Linked DNA regions of Mus musculus: region 1 is linked to region 2. The links are chromatin contacts, called in public Hi-C maps. All regions are on one chromosome and are shown on one strand. The core of a region is the stretch at or near the end of the contact, and the rest is flanking DNA. Distances in the headings are between cores, read along the strand shown.

Region 1 (5,042 bases), core at 2,220-4,719, 320 kb after region 2:
CTACACTTACCATGCTCTGCTCTCTCTGCTGACTCCCATCCTGTGGGCTGTAATAGAACACCAAGAGCCACAGCAGGCCAGCAGGAGGCTCAGCTTCCTCCCTCAGCAGTAACTCTGCCACAGCCAGGTCAACCCATCCTCCAAAGTGAACAAACAAAAACCAGCTCTCAAAGGGATTTCGCGGAGACCTGGAACAGAACAAGGCGCACACACGTGGACCCTTCTTCCTTTTGTTCAAAACAACTTTAATGTTTACAAACTAGCAGTTTAAATTGTTCTTTCCCACTGAACTAAAAGATCCTCAGATCAACTATGGGGACCCCCAAGTTCTAAGCATGGTTCTTGCCTTCTGTACCCCTAGAACACTTGATTTACATGTTTTAAATCAAGTTTGAAGGACGACGAAGGAAAAGGGAAGACAGGTGCAACCTCAGCCTTAATCTCTGTCAGAGGGAGGGCAACCCACCACGGAACAGAGCTGAAGGGTCACAGACCTCATCAGCAAGTATACTGAGCAGCCAGCCCCAGGTCACAGCACAGATCTATCTGGCCTTTACCTCTCCCCTTCCAGAAAAACGTCTTAATCTGCTTCAAACCCTTTCCTGCAGGTAGACCCCAAGGCCCACGGACAACACAGACCCTGACATTCATCCACCCCACTTGAACACTAGCTTTTTGTCTGAGCTGTTTTAAGAATTCAACTGGGAGGAATGTTTGATGGCTCAAGCACTCAATCACATATGCTGTGGGCAGTATTAGTAGACGAGAGAATCTCAAAGGAAAGATGGACAAGAGGGTCTTGGGCCAACAAAGAACGAGCTGCCCTTTATCCTCTCAACGTGGGCAAGCTGGGAGGCTAGAGAGGTGACGATGGCAGCACGTGGCCTGCACAGGAATGCTTTTGCAGGGCACTACCTAGAGGCCTACGCCATGCTGCAGCGCCATTTACTCTAGGACAGGCCAGATAGCTTTGGAGACACCGTTTTTTACTCATTTTTAATTTATCTGTGTGCCTATTTGTATGTTCTTGGGCATGTAAGTGGCCACAAAGGCCAGAAAAGGGTATCAGAACCTCTGGAACTGCAGTTACAGGGGGTTGTGTGCCACCTAATGTAAGTGCAAGGAACCGACCGTGAGTCCCCTCTAAGAACAGCAAAGTGCTCTGAATCACTGAGCCATCTCTTTAGCCTCTGGAGAGAAATCGAAAGGGAAAACAATGAAACATCCCTCCCACTGACCAGGAGCTGAGCAGCTCAGTCTCTTCCTAGAAAAGCTCCATTCTGGAGGTCTCTCTCCTTTACAAGTGTCAAACTCTTAAGTGTAGCCCTTATTAGAACTGACTCTGTGCAGACACACTTGCAGTGCTGGCTCCTCACTGGACCCATAGCAACACTGCTGCACTGCACCTCCTCCATTTCTCACCTAGCCCAGTGAGGAGGATATGTACTTGTTGGTGTGGGAGGGACCAGCAATGCCTTCAGCTGCCAACCTGCTCGAAGGAAGGTCGGGAGGCCACCTGTGGAAGGCCAGGGGTGGTCAGGCTTTGCTTACCCACGAGTACAGTCTTCAACTGCTTCTCTGAGGAGTTGGGAAATGTGCAGCAGAGGCTGGAGCCGGTGTCCCTGTGGGATTGCTGTGGGTGGAGAGAAGTCAGAAAGGGAACTGAAGGAAAGCCAAACCCATGGGGAGACTCTTAAAGCTTAGACTGGAAGCATTGTGCTGAAAGAAATGCCCCCACCCCCGCCATTCACAGAACCCATGTCATAGTTCTCTCTGCCAGGATCTGTCTCTGAGTCAAACTTCAAAGTTTCTTTTGTTGTCTTGTTTGTTTCAGACAGTGTCTTACTATTATAGTCCAAGCTGCCCTTAACTCACTATGTAGCCTAGACTGACCTTGAACTTTCTATTTGTCTGTCTTCCAGTAACCAGGACTGCCACCCTGCACCACAGCCCTGCACCACCATGCCTGGTTCCAAATAGCTTTAACGGGGGTGTATGCAGGTCAATGAAAGACTCCTTCCACCGTTACCCCAGGACTTGGACCGCCTTGCTACAAGATGTCCTGTGTTTTTCTTTTTACCACATTTTGGCTCCATCTCAAGTTTGTGACATCAAAATACAGAGGGACCACACTCAACTACTTTTCTGCGCTGTGATCAGACTGGTGTTTCAGGTTTACAGTACAGGCCAGGGGGAAAGCACATAGAACCATGCAAGCAAAAGTTGTTGATAAGGTGTGTCTGATTTCACACCTGCTTTTAAACATCTGACCTGCATGTATCTGTAGTTATAATCGATCACATGACAACACCTGAGGTGGAGAGGTCACCACTGTTCCTCCACAATGTAGACCTGGGGCACACAGCAGCCCCTCCCTCAGACTGACTTAACTTCTGAAGGCAAATAGCATTTCCTCTGAATTTTCGTTTCCTGAAGCCCCTTAAGGTCACAGCTTAGCAGTAATTTTTTAATGCTTCCAAGACCTCATCGTGGACATGAAGTACAGTTCTGATGAGCACTAAAATATCCAACTTTCCCCCAAAGCAGCAGGTATGCAAACTGTTCTCCAGATCAACACAGTGCTTCTTTGTTTTTGCTTAAAAGCGAGTGTTGACTTTGGGGGATGGGAAGGCAGGCAGCCTAAATTCACAATGTTGGCCAAGACTGACCTGGGTTTCCGGAACCTAGTCTCCAGTGTGTTTTGAGGTCCCCAGACTGCTTCCCAACAAGCCTGGCCTCAGACTTATATATAATGGGCCCAAGACAGTTGAAGTCTTTACTTTCCTGTTATACCAATAAAGTTTTCCTACTGTGTCCCCACTGAATGAAAAGAAGAAATAAAAAGAGGACATGACTACTCCTAGGCACAGTAGAGGAGAAGGGTTAAAAACCATCATGCAGAGATCCCACGAAGGCCACTGTGCTCCCTGGACCCCAGCTCTCTCTGAGAGGGCTTTGTGGTGTAAGACATATTGACAAAAACCTACATCTTATAGGCAAAGGAAAGGAAAGGACTTTGTAAAATACTTTGGAATTCTGGATAGTCTACTTACCTAAAACAGATCTTTCTCAAGTATAGGGAAAGAAGCCACAGTGGCCACAGCACAGAAACATGAGCCCTCCTCTATCCCCCTCTTCCTGTCACAGGCCATGTCTACAGACTGTCTCACCAGAGGGAAAAGGCTCCTTTATGCTGCAGAGCTGAGTCATTCCCTCCACAGGAGCTCACAGACAGTCAGAGATCAACACCAGTGATTACAGACATGGCCTTGGGAAGTAGACTGGCAGATGAAGCAAAAAAGACTAGGCTCTAACAATAGTTTACCAAATCTTTCAAAATCTTTTCCTTTGAGGGGAAAAAAAAAAATCTTCCCTAAATTGCAAGGCCTCATCCTTCACGTAATCCTGTCTTCTGTCCAAGGCTGCATGGAGCAAAGGAGGAAAAACAAACAAGGGCACTGTTGTGTTCTGGCTTAGCCTGTCCCTGGCAGCCTTGGCAAAGCTGTTATCAGAGGCGGCCTTCGTTTTCCTCATTCCTAGGAAGCGAAACATGTTCTCATGTAAACCTACACACAGACTGGACTCCCGAGAGCTTGAGTGGACAAGCGCATTGTGTGTCCAGGAGGAAGAGAAGGTTAGCATGCTGCTCCTCTCTACCAGTCACTACAACAGAGGCAGAGGTACCTCCGCTCACCTTCAGGGTGCTGGGACAGCGCTGCAGCAAGACATGGAGCACCGTAAGGAAAGTAGGTCCTGAGGGCAAACGTCAGCTGCAAGAGTTAAAGAGGAAATGGCATGAATGCTGGGGCTGAGAGGAAGTGAGGATGCTGCCTGCCTCAGCCTGTGACCCACTGTACCAATACATCCTCAAACATGTTTATAAGCATGCTTCCAGTTATCTCATAAATAGCCAAAACAAAAAACAAAAACAAAACAAAACAAACAAAACTCAAAAACATCTTTAAGAGCCATTTTCTGAACTGAGGGAAATGATATGATCTTCCTGCCATTTTAACTGAGGTTTCTCCTCACAGAAGCCCAGCCACAAACATTATCTTCTACTTCAGAGAGGGCTTAGACCCTTGGACTCAGGATCTCAGTGTGTCGTTCATGACAATGAAAGCCTCTAGCAAGCAGCTCTTACGGTGAGAACATGAGGCTGGACTGACTTACCAGCATTCCCCCATGGCACAGAGGGTTTGTTGTTGTTGTTGTTTTTAAATAAAATAAAAACAAGACCAGGTAAGGTCCACAGCATCTGAGGTACAAATGCCATATGTACACAGCTTGATAATCTCGAGTGAGTACATGAATCCACCTGACCAGTACTGCATCATGACGGAGAACACTGCTATCACCCCAGGGGACTTCCCTGTCACTCAGAGTCAACCTCTGAACCCTAGCCTGGCAATCAATATTTTTATTTCAACAGGAGAGATCAATAATTATATCACTTATTCCCAAAGTTCTTAGAGATACACAGGATGTGCACAGTTCTGTCCCTGGTCTTTGTGGTCTCAGGACTCCTGCTCAGAATGCAGGACACACTAGGGTTTGCTTATATACCACTATATATGAGTGCTGCCTGTTGTACGTTACTAGAATTAAAGCTGCTACTGACATTCATGTCTGCCTTTGTAGACAGGGCTTACTATTTTCTAGAGTAAGTAAAATGGAAAAGGTGACTGAGATAACTTTTCAGGGCCACCAGAGTTCCATTCTCACCACCACAGGGTGAGAATTACCTGCTAATACTGGGTATTCTGGAACTCACTGACTTTAGTTGATCTGGTTGGTATGAAACATTATTTCACACATGCTTGCTTCTAATCTCTCTGTGTGGCAGGTGATGCTGAGCTCCGTTCATGTGCTCAGCGCTAGTTAGAATAACTTTCCAAAGTGTGTGTCCATTAAGCACCGGCTGATGTTGTCTATGAAGCTATGAGACATAGTCTTCTAGCTTCATATGAATACTGCTTTCCCTCCAAGCCACTGGACAACCTGTTCATCTTCAAAGGCATTTATCACCAAACAGACACTAC
Region 2 (5,285 bases), core at 1,533-4,032:
ATAATGCCACTCCTTATGGCCAAGTATTCAAACACATGAATCTATGAGGTCCATAGTTTTTCAGATTTATATCTGGTTCTTCAATTTAATTCCATTGATCAATGAGTCTGTTTTTGTGCCAATACCAATGCTTATTTATTATATAATTTGTGTAATTTACAATCTGTAGTGCACTTTGAAATCAGGGATGGTGATACCTCTCCCAGTTCTTTTACTATTCAGGATTGTTTAGCTATCTTGTTGTTTTCTGTGTTTCCATTTGAAGCTGAAAATTGTCCCTTCAAGTTCTGTGAAGAATTGTGTTAGAATTGTGTTGGAAATTGCACTGAATCTGTAGATCACTTTTGGTAAGATGGCCATTTTTACTATGCGAATTCTACTGACCCATGAACATGGGAGATCTTTTTCATTTTCTGATATCTTCAATTTCTTTCTTCAGTGTCTTAAAGTTTTTAATCATACAGATCATTCACTTGCTTAGTTACAGTTACTGCAACATACTTTATATTATTGGACCTATGGTAAAGGGTAACCGTGGTTTCTTTCACAGTTGTTTTGTCATTTGTATATAGGAAGGATACCAATTTTTGTGAGTTGATTTTGTCCAGCTACTTGGCTGAAAATATTTATCAACTATAGGAGTTCCCTGTTAGGTTTTTTTTTTTTTTTAAGTCACCTATGTATACTATCATATCATCTGCAAATAAAGATACTTTGATTTCTTCCTTTCCAATTCATATCCCCTTGATTTCCTTCCATTGTCTTATTGCTCTAGCTAGAATTTCAAGTACTGTATTGAATAGGTATGGAGAAAGTGGACAGCCTTGTCTTGCTCCTGATTCAAGTGGAATTCACTTGAGTTTCTCTTCATTTAAGTCGATGTTGGCTTTGGGCTTGCTGTAAACTGCCTTTATCATGTCGAGGGCATGTCCGTTGTGTCCCTAATCTCTCTAAGAATTTCATCATGAAGGAAGGTTGGATTTTGTCAAAGGCCTTTTCTGCATCTAATGAGATGATCACTTGGTTCTTGCCTTTTGTTTGTTTATATGGTGGATTTCATTTATTGAGTTGCTTATGTTGAACCATCCCTACATTTCTGAGAAGATATGTCCTTGAATTCTGTTTGCAAGTATTTTATTGAGAATTTTGCATCTACATTCATAAAAATCATCTATAATTCTCTTTCTTTGTTGGGTAACTTTATATAGTTTGGGTGATAGGGTAACTGTGGCCTCATAAAATGAACTGGGCAATATTTCTTCTGTTTCAATTTTGTAGAATAATTTGAGGAGTACTAGTATTAACCTGTATTTGAAATTCTGGTAGAATTCTGTACTAAAACCATCTGGCCCTGGAATTTTGTTGTTTGGGGGGTCTTTTAATGACTGCTTCTATTTCACTAGGGGTTATAGGTCTGTTTAAATTGCTTATCTGATCTTGCTTTAACTTTGGTAAGTGGTACCTATTGAGAAAAAAAAATATATATATATATTTAGATTTTTCAATTTGGTGGAGCATGGGTTTTTAAACTATTATTCTCTGAATTTCTTCAGTGTCTGTTATGTTCCCCCCTTTCATTTCTAATTTTGTTCATTTGGTTTTTAGTTAATTTCTCTGTTTCACTGTGTATGTGTGTGTGTTGTTTTGTTTCTATGTTATTGATTTCAGCCCTGAGTTTGGTTATTTCTTATAATCACCTCCTTTGTTACTGTGATTTCTTCTTTTTGTTCTAGAGCTTGCAGGTGTGCTATTTTGATAGTATGAGATTTCTCCATGATTTGGGTTTTTTTTTAATGTAGTTACTTAGACCTATGAACTTGTCTCTTAAAACTGCGCTTTCATTGTGTCCTGTAAGTTTAGTGTGTTATGTATATTTTCATTCAATTCTAGAAAGTCTAGTTTCTTTCTCAATTTCTGTATTCTCCAATCTTTCATTCCATAGTGAATTGTTCAGTTTTCATGAGTTTGTAATCTTTCTGTTGTTTCTGTTAACAACCAGCTTTGATTTGTGATGATCAGATAAGATGAAGGGTTTTATTTCAGTTTTCTTGTATCTGTTGAGACTTTGTGTTTGTGTCTGTGGTCAATTTTGGAGAAAGTTCTGTGAGGTACAGAGGAGAAGGTCTATTCTTTTATGGTTGGGTAAAATGTTCTATAAATATCTGTTAATTCCCATTAGTTTATGACATCAGTTAGCTCTAGCATTTCTCTAGTCTAGATAATTTGTCTTTTGTAAGAGTGTGGTTTTGAAGTATCCCACTATCAGTGTGTGAGGGCCAATGTGTGATTTAAACTGTCATAGTGTTTTGTTTAAGAACATTGTGCCCTTTTGTTTAGTGCACATTTGTTAAGGATTGCAATGCTGAGCTGGGAAGTGGCCCGTGCCTTTAATCCCAGCACCTGGGAGGCAGAGGCAGGTGTATCTCTTATGTTTGAGGACAGCCTGGTCTACATTTTGAGTTCCAGGACACCTAGGGTTACAAAGAGAGACCCTATGTTTAAAAAAATAAAAAACAAAAAATAAACATTGCAATGTTCTCTTGGTGGAATATTTTTCTTTAAGTATGTAGTGCCCTTCTTTGTCTCTTCAGCTTAGTTTTGGTTTGAGGTCTATTTTGTCAGATATTAAAATGGGTACACCAGCTTGCTTCTCATAATCATTTGCTTAGAGCTTGCTGACAGGAGCCTGATATAGCTGTCTCTTGAGAGGCTCTGCCAGTGCCTGACAAATACAGAAGTGGATGCTTACAGCCATCCATTGGATGGAACATAGGGTTCCCAATGAAAGAGCTAGAGGAAGTACCCAAGGAGCTGAAGAGGAAGTACCCAAGGAGCCGAAGGAGTTTGCAGCCCCATAGGAGGAACAACAATATGAACTAACCAATATCTCCAGAGCTCCCTGGGACTAAACCACCAACCAAAGAAAACACATGGGCCTCATGGCTCCAGCTGCTTATGTAGCAGAGGATAGCCTAGTCGATCTTCAATAGGAGGAGAAGCCCTTGGTCGTGTGAAGATTCTATGACCCAGTATAGGGGAATGCCAGGACCAGGAAGCAGGACTGGGTGGGTTGGGGAACAGGGAGAGGGGGAAAGGAATAGGGGGTTTGGGGAGGGGAAACTAGGGAAGGGGATAACATTTGAAATGTAAATAAAGAAAATATCTAATAAAAATATATTAAAAAGAAAAGACTATATTTTTCTATGCTTTCACCCTGAAGTGATTACTATTCTTGATGTTAAAGTGTGTTTTTTTGGATGGAGCAGAAGGATGAATCTTGTTATTGTGTCCATTCTGTTATATTGTGTATTTTTATGGGGAAATTGAGACCATTGATAATGACAGATATCAATGAGCAGTATTTGTTGATTCCTGTTATTTTGTTGTTGTCACTGTGGTGGGGATGGTGGTGGGGATGGTAGTGTGTGTGTGTGTGTGTGTGTGTGTGTGTGTGTGTACATAACACATCCCATGTGTGGAGATGAGAGGACAAGTTCCAGGAGTGAGTTTTCGCTTTTCACCTTGTTAAGGCAGGGTATATCTGTATTTTACAGTATATTTCCAGTTTATATGATCCTTGAGCTTCAGGATGATTTGTTTATTTGTTTCCACTCCTTATCTCATTTCAGAAATTCTGGGATTACAAATGTGCCTATTGCATCCAACTTTTTACAAGATTCTTGGAGTTAAACTTAGGTCATTAAGATTAATTTACCTATGTTGATTTGTTAGTCTGGGATTATTTATTCCCTGTGTTTTCTTGGGCTGGTTAACCTTTTTAGGTTGGAGTTTTCCTCCTAGTGTCTTCTGTAGAGCTAGATTTGTAAATAAGCATTCCTTAAATTTAGTTTGGTCATGGAATCTCTTGTTTTCTTCATCCATTGTGATTGACTGTGTTGCTGAGTGGTGTAGTGGTTTGGGTAACATCCATGGTCTCTTAGAGTCTGTAGAACATCTGTCCAGAGCCTTCTGGCTTTTAGAGTCTCCACTGAGAAGTCAGGTATTATTCTAATGTCTGTCCTTAAGTTACTTGACCTTTTTCTCTTGTCTTGTGTCTCTCTCATGCTTCTACCTTGATAGGCCTCTCCTTTTTTAGGTTAGGGAATTTTTTTTCTATGATTTTGTTAAAAATATTTACTTTTGACCTGGGTTTCTTTTCCTTCCTCATTCCTATTAGTCTTAAATTTTGTCTTCTTTTAGTGGCCCAGATTTCCTGGATGTTTTGTAACTGGAGTTTTTTTAGATTTAACATTTTCTTTGACCAAGGTATTCATTTCTTCTCTTGTATCTTCAATGCTTGAGAGTCTCTCTTCCATCTCCTGTATTCTGTTGGTGAGGTTCCTGTTTAAGCTCTTAAATTTTGCTTTTCCAGATTTCTCTCAGTTTGGGTTTTCTATATTGACTCTATTTCCACTTTCTCTTTCTCCCCTCCCTCCCTCCCTCCCTCCCTCCCTTCCTCCCTCCCTCCCTCCTTCCCTTTCTTTCTTTCTTTCTTTCTTTCTTTCTTTCTTTCTTTCTTTCTTTCTTTCTCTCATCTCTTTCTTTTTTACCTTATTGGATATTTTCTTTATTTTATTTCCACTTTCATATCTTGAACTGTTTTGTTTGTCTCCTTTTACTGTTTGTGTTTTCATGGGTTTCTTTAATTTTTTTTTCTTTACTTGTTCTCTAAGGACCTCTTCTTATTCATAAAGGCTGTTTTAAGGTCTTTTCTTGGGTTTCAGCTATGTTGCCATAGTCAGGATCTTCTGTGGGAGAGTTGCTGGGCTCTAGTGGAACTATGTTGTCCTGGCTATTACTGATTGTGCTTTTATGCTGGTGTGTTTGCATCTGGGTTTGGAGGGATTATAGGTCTAGGTGCTGATGTCTGGTCTTGTCTTTGTTGGATGGATATTTCGTTCCTCGTTTTCTGTGGCCATCTCTGGTTCTTAGAAAGATGTGGTAGCTATGTGTTTCCTGGCAGGAAATTCTTCTGGAATCCTGATAGGTGTTACCACTGAGGCTTCTAATTAGGAGAGGGAGGTTAGAAGTGGAAGATCTGTGTGGTCCACAGGAGATGGGGGTGGGAGATGGTAGGCCCCAGCAGGTGATCTGCTGCAGAACTAGGGATAAATTTTTAGGGATTGGATTTGGAGGAGTCAGGGGGAGAGATAAAGACCTGCAGTTAGGTTACCTGCTTACCTGGCTGGAGTCATGTTTGCTGAATCTTAAAGAGCAAGCATGCCTTGGTAAGATAAGGATGTCTTTCTCTGAGAGCTAGCAGCTTACAGAGGGAAAGCTAGAGC

The links. Hi-C and Micro-C count contacts between places; a contact is called where the count stands out from the background.
Region 1: a Hi-C map of bone marrow-derived macrophages shows a contact between it and region 2, with 25 read pairs. The contact joins two enhancer-like sites. A contact is called at or near these places in 7 of 39 promoter capture datasets (the C10 cell line, the HPC-7 cell line, cranial neural crest and 4 more), 1 of 15 datasets of contacts at CTCF or cohesin (the NIH/3T3 cell line), 1 of 484 Hi-C or Micro-C datasets (bone marrow-derived macrophages), 3 of 115 datasets of contacts at active chromatin or transcription factors (embryonic basal ganglia, embryonic stem cells and oligodendrocyte precursor cells) and 3 of 9 other capture datasets (adipose tissue, liver and pancreatic islet).

The regions. Positions count from the first base shown.
Region 1 is chr13:63,321,857-63,326,898 of GRCm38.p6, forward strand. It overlaps Fancc (Fanconi anemia, complementation group C), which reads right to left. Exons shown (of 15, transcript NM_007985.3): 11 at 3,695-3,770; 12 at 1,552-1,633; 13 at 11-188. It also overlaps a transcript of Aopep not described here. Among named protein-coding and RNA genes, the nearest start is that of Mir3074-1, 23 kb to the left of the region's middle. Within about 2 kb of position 3,470, at least 146 of the 459 cell types and tissues checked have an H3K27ac peak or open chromatin away from gene starts, as enhancers often do. A contact at or near this core is called in bone marrow-derived macrophages, where this site is marked.
Region 2 is chr13:63,004,854-63,010,138 of GRCm38.p6, forward strand. All of the region lies in intron 1 of Aopep (aminopeptidase O), which reads left to right. Among named protein-coding and RNA genes, the nearest start is that of Aopep, 43 kb to the left of the region's middle. Within about 2 kb of position 2,783, at least 5 of the 459 cell types and tissues checked have an H3K27ac peak or open chromatin away from gene starts, as enhancers often do. A contact at or near this core is called in bone marrow-derived macrophages, where this site is marked.